Regions from separate parts of the Zea mays genome. Here region 2 is linked to region 1. A link is a contact called in public Hi-C data. All regions are on one chromosome and are shown on one strand. The core of a region is the stretch at or near the end of the contact, and the rest is flanking DNA. Distances in the headings are between cores, read along the strand shown.

Region 1 (2,921 bases), core at 249-2,748:
AGCTCCCATTATACATGTCCTTTATATATATACATATATATAGGGCAGATATATATATATATTATAAATGTGGAAGATTAAGATAAGAATGTGTCTTGACGTTCGTATTAATATACCGGATACTTGTTTATTATGTACACTGTATTTAATTTACAGTATTATATCTAATTCGCAATTGACAAAGTCGTCGTTTTTATGGAAAAAAATTGGCCCTAAAGCACACATGCACGTAGTTTTATTTTATCCTATATAAAATCCGGCGTGACACTCGGGGACGGGGACCAAGCAGACGATGGACGGCTTTGTCTCTAGCGATCCTTCTATTCTTCGGCTAACATCAATGCATCCGTCTCTGTGCGCGTAGTACGCTGTCAGCTGAGCCATCGAGCCAGCCAGGATCTCCGAGGCGTTCATCAGCACCGTAGCGATTAAAATCAATGCTGCACAAATCCGTAGAGCGGTCCGTTTTCGTTTCGGTTTCGGCTGCACGCACAGATGCTGTACTGCTCTCTCTCTCTCTCACCCTCGGCTGCAGGAGGCCAGAGGAGAGGATGGAGTGGGAGGACGAGATGCAAGCAACGTCGCCATTGCAGTAGAGCATTGGATGCTGTGTGCACCACCCAGGCCCCCACCCACCCGGAGCATGCAGATGGCTCCAATCCCTCTCACCGGCACCGCCTCGTGGTTTCTGGTTTGGTCAATGCAAGCAAACCTGGGGAAAAGCTAAGGATATCACACTACTAGTGGAGGAGGCTAACAAAGTTCTCCTTTAAAAAAAACACACAAGTGCTACTATGGCCGGGTACCGTGAAAAGTTGTGGAGGGAGAGAGTGATGCATCATCACATGAGCCTGTCTGTCTGCGTTGCTCAAAAGTTGGATCGTGGGAGCTCGTTGAGCGACGTCTAGCCGCGGCACGGATGAGATCGTCCCATGTAGTAGTAGCCGTGTAGGCCGTCAGTTGCTGCCGCTCGCTCACACGTCCGGTCCTCTCCCAAGTCCGAATCGCTCGATTCAATCACCTGGTCGCTGTTGCTGCTTACTCCGTCTTCCTCCAGCATTTATTACTCAATAGAGTCAGTCGGTCTCGGACAGTTCCAACTCCATTTTCACGACCACACGCACTCCCGAGTCCCATCCACTCCTTCGGTCCTTCCCCTTCCAGTTCCAGCTTCCATCCCTTTCCCTTGCCTGCGCTACTGCTCCCCCCTGCGGCGAGCGGCGAGCAGCGAGCAGCGTGCTCTCTCTCTCTCTCTCTCTCTCTCTCTCTCTCTCTCTCTCTCTCTCTCTCTCTCTCTCTCTCTCTCTCTCTCTCTCTCTCTCTCTCTCTCTCTCTCTCTCTCTCTCTCTCTCTCCCTCCCTCCCTCCCTCCCTCCCTCCCTCCCCCCCCCCCTCCCTCCCTCCCTCCCTCCCTCTCTCTCTCTCTCTCTCTCTCTCTCTCTCTCTCTCTCTCTCTCTCTCTCTCTCTCTCTCTCGCTCTCTCTCTCTCGCTCTCTCTCTCTCTCTCTCTCTCTCTCCCCCCCCCCCGGGCTAAGTCCATTTGGCTTCTCCTCCGTGTCGGACGCCCGCTGGTCGCTGACTCGTGTTGCTGTTGGGGCGGCGTCGACGCTGCAAAGGTACTTCGGCTGCCCCTCTCTCCCTCTACCCTCCTGCCGACCCCGACATTCCGCAAAGAACCTGTATTATCTCAGAAATGCCGCGCGGTGCTGCTCCAGTTCCTGCCGCAGTGCGTGCCTTCCCGGCCCCGAGAGCTTCGTGTTCCCCGCCTTCTCCTCTCCTTCATCACTACTACCACAGGGGAGGGGAAGACTAGCGTTGGGTGATCTTTGCAAGATCGCTGCGCTTTTATTTATTTATTTATTTATTTATTTATTTATTTATTTGCAGCTGTTTGCGGTCCGGCGACCGGCCTGCTTCTCATTCGAACCCAATCAAATGCTGATGCTACGGTGGGGTTTCGTCTCCTCCTGTCTTTTTCAGTTATTGCTGCTGGCATTGCGGCGCGGTAAGAGGAGAGGAGCGAGGAGGGATCGGCGGAGAATGAAGATGAAGGCGCTGGCGTGCTGCCGGCGGCGGCCCCAGGACTTGAGCATCGACATGGACCAAGAGCCCGACAGTAAGCAATCCTCACTCCCTCCCAACAGTAATCTAGATCCTGGGGGCGACAACAGAAGATGAGAAAATATATATCCACCAGCTTTTTCACCTGCCGCACTGCGCACAACAGAAGATGAGAAAATGTATATAAAAAAATAAAAAAGGGATAGGTAGACACTAGACACCAGTAGAGGCTAGAGAGCGACGGCAACGTGGGCGACGTCTCGTCCCTACAGTGTCCCTCCCATTGAGCAGCGCCCAGGCCGTGCGGTGGGTTGGGAACGTGCGAGGGGGTCACAGGGAGATTGGAGCGACGAGACACACGGCCTTGTGCCCCACCTAATGCGACCAGGGGCCGGCCCGGCCGCGCCAAACCATGTTCTGCATTCACAGCTGTAGTAGCTTGCTCCTTCCATTGCAAGTTTGCAACAGCCCGTAGACTCCATGCGAGCCATTTTTGTGTCAGCCTGAGTGCCTGACTGCCATTTGCGTTTACCTTTGTGGCTAGCTCTCCATGGATCGCACAATCGAATGAGAGTTCCTTTTGCTACTTCCATCTATCTTTATAATTTTTTTATATTAGAGCTCGTTAGCATGCAGGTTTGTATACAGCTCAGAACAGGAGTGGTCCTCGGCTGTTTTCTGCAATGTCAGGCGCGCGCCGTGCGGCATCTGCGCCCTTTTATTGACTTTGTGCGCAAAAGACTAGCTAGCCGGTTTCCTCACTCATTAGTGATACACTGCTGCTTTTTAGACACTGCGCGGGGGAAAGGCACCCGTCGTTGGACTTCATTACGTTGCTGCAAGATTCTTGCAACTGAACAG
Region 2 (2,921 bases), core at 215-2,714, 180 kb before region 1:
TAAATAAAAATATAATCGTGTCAGGCCGGATCAGCACTACGGGCCGAGGCTACAGCCCAAACATGACACGACGATCGTGTCGGGCTGGCCCAGGAACTATTAAATGGTCCGTGCCCCAGACCAGCCCGCCAGGCACGACCCATTTGTCCATCTATACCTTCGCACGATAATGATGGTGCTCACCTCAGTTGCCGCCACCTCGTTCGTCATTCTGCTTATTTTCTCTCTCCCCTCATGCCTTCGCCTCCGTGCCACGCATTCTCGGCAGACGGCGTGGGAGCAGGCGTCTCCTCTCCGTATTAGTCCGACACCAGCCCCGACACCGACCCGCGCAGTGGCTATTGCACGTCCACGAGGGTGTTTCATAGCATGCACGCACCATCGTTTTCGCTGTCGTCGGACGTCCCGTTCGTCTTCTTGGCCTTCGCCCTTTTCTTTCTCCCCAACCTGCTGCCCCTGCCTACGGTCGCAGCCGTGAGCCGACCGACGCTCGTCAACGCGGGTACGGGCAAGTCAATCTTGCTCCTAACTTTTCTTCGTGCGTGTTGCCGAGGAGGACACGACGGTGCCTGCCACACTTAGGTTATCTTGGCGATGACGAGTCCAGATCTGAGATATTGGACAATCAAAGCCTGTAGCGCGGCAGTAGTCGACATATGCTACGGAGTTGGTGGTGGTGTTGTGTCGCCTCGGCGGATCCAGGGCTGGAAGGCACTCGCATTCTCTCGCCTTTTTCGGACTGACGCCTGGTGCGGGTGCCTCTCGGTTTGGAGTTGCCCTGATTGGGCTTCTTTCTCCGCTTGTGTGCTGTCTCCATGTATGTATCTAGCGGTATATTACCTATGTCGCCTCCAGATGTCCATGTCTTCGTCGTGTCCTTCTCCGGCAACGAACATGTATGACTGCCTCTTTCCTTCCCTTCCTGGTCTACGAAACTTTGGAAGTGGGAGAGGCGATGGATGAGGTCCCTGATTTGCTACCTATGGTACCCATTCGATGGTTTGACATCGCCTGTCTACATGACCTTTTCTTTACCACGATGTCGACTCGCTTAGTCAAATAAAAAAAATTATGCAGAAAGCAGAGACAATCAATAAAAATCTTTAGATCTTTTTGGTGCATAGTTTACGTGGGTATTGTTATGAGTTGTTGCAACGCACGGGCAACCGAATAGTAACAGATTAAAACGAAACAAAACACACACAAGTGCGTGTACCGTTAAGTATATTTTGGTTTGTTTGCTCTGATATTTTTATTTCTTTATCATGCCCTTTTTCAACATATGAAACGTAGCGCTCCAAAATCCATCTATATACATGCGCCTTTTGCAGGGGTAGTCTATATGACAAGGATCAGCCACCACTTCTATGATTAGTAGTACTATCTCCCTAGATCCTCGAGCTAGCGCTAGGCCTATATATATGCAAGGTCAGAAGCACTTCTTTCTAGCACACCAATTTGGTGAGCAGATTGCGCTGCTCCATAATTACTTGTGCTCTAAGCTTTGATCCAAATCCACACACATTGATCTAAAGGCCAGGTTGCAGAATGGAGAGAACACTGATCACCTCTAACCTCTGCTTGAGTGCACACGCTTCAAGATCGTCCCGGAGGGTTCACTACATCCCTCCTTCCGCCTCTGCTGCTGCACACAACTCCAGCTACAGGAAGAAGAGTGCCCCGTCTCTGCCGCCGTCGGCCGCCGCATCTGCCACTGTTGTCACCGCCCCTCCGTCCACTGACAATGTCCAGTCCACTGCTCCGAAACAGACCGGGCGACAGGAGCTGGAAGATCTCGTGGCCGCCAAGACCAGCACTTCAAGAACTGCACGTGCGCCGAGCCAGGCTCGGGCTCGGGCTCGGGCTGAGCCTCGCCGCCGGCCTGCCCCGGCAGCCACGTCCCTGCCAATGGCGTTCTGCAGCGCGCTGGAGGAGGCGATCAACACGTTCGTCGACCCTCCGGCGCTGCGGCCGTCCGTGGACCCCCGGAACGTGCTGTCGACCAACTTCGCGCCAGTGGACGAGCTGCCGCCGACGCCCTGCCCCGTCGTGCGCGGCGCCATCCCGCGCTGCCTCGCCGGGGGCGCCTACATCCGCAACGGGCCCAACCCGCAGCACCTCCCCCGTGGGCCGCACCACCTCTTCGACGGCGACGGCATGCTGCACTCGCTCCTCCTCCCGACGGCGGGGTCCCCGCCGTCGTCGGACCCCGTCCTCTGCTCGCGCTACGTGCAGACGTACAAGTACCTCGTGGAGCGTGACGCGGGAGCGCCGGTCATGCCGAACGTCTTCTCGGGTTTCCACGGCGTGGCCGGCCTGGCGCGCGGCGCCGTCGTGGCGGCCAGAGTGCTCACCGGGCAGATGAACCCAGCCGAGGGCGTGGGGCTCGCTAACACCAGCCTCGCCTTCTTCGGCGGCCGCCTCTACGCGCTTGGCGAGTCGGATCTCCCGTACACCGTGCGCGTCGACCCGGCCACCGGCGAGGTGACCACGCACGGCCGGTGCGACTTCGGCGGCCGCCTCTTCATGGGCATGACCGCTCACCCGAAGAAAGACCCCGTCACCGGCGAGGTCTTCGCGTTCCGCTACGGCCCCGTGCCGCCGTTCGTCACCTACTTCCGGTTCGACCCGGCCGGGAACAAGGGCCCCGACGTGCCCATCTTCTCGGTGCAGCAGCCGTCGTTCCTGCACGACTTCGCCGTCACGGAGCGGTACGCCATCTTCCCGGAGATACAGATCGTCATGCAGCCCATGGGCATGGTGACGGGCGGCGCGCCCGTGGGGTCTGACTCCGGCAAGGTGCCCCGGCTCGGCGTGCTCCCGAAGTACGCCACGGACGAGTCGGAGATGCGGTGGTTCGAGGTGCCGGGCTTCAACATGATGCACTCGCTGAACGCGTGGGAGGAGGCCGACGGCGAGGA

Evidence for each region. A called contact is a pair of places that touch in the nucleus more often than the background predicts.
Region 2: a contact with region 1 is called in a Hi-C map of ear, with 1.8 times the contacts expected there. The contact joins the promoter of LOC100501454 here to the promoter of LOC100280417 in region 1. A contact is called at or near these places in 2 of 25 Hi-C or Micro-C datasets (ear and leaf).

The regions. Positions count from the first base shown.
Region 1 is chr4:164,699,023-164,701,943 of Zm-B73-REFERENCE-NAM-5.0, reverse strand. It overlaps LOC100280417 (Rop guanine nucleotide exchange factor 14), which reads left to right and starts at 1,498. Exons shown (of 8, transcript NM_001153340.1): 1 at 1,498-1,615; 2 at 1,887-2,115. The coding sequence starts at 1,935.
Region 2 is chr4:164,879,753-164,882,673 of Zm-B73-REFERENCE-NAM-5.0, reverse strand. It overlaps LOC100501454 (nine-cis-epoxycarotenoid dioxygenase6), which reads left to right and starts at 1,464. Exons shown (of 1, transcript NM_001196164.2): 1 at 1,464-2,921. The coding sequence starts at 1,549.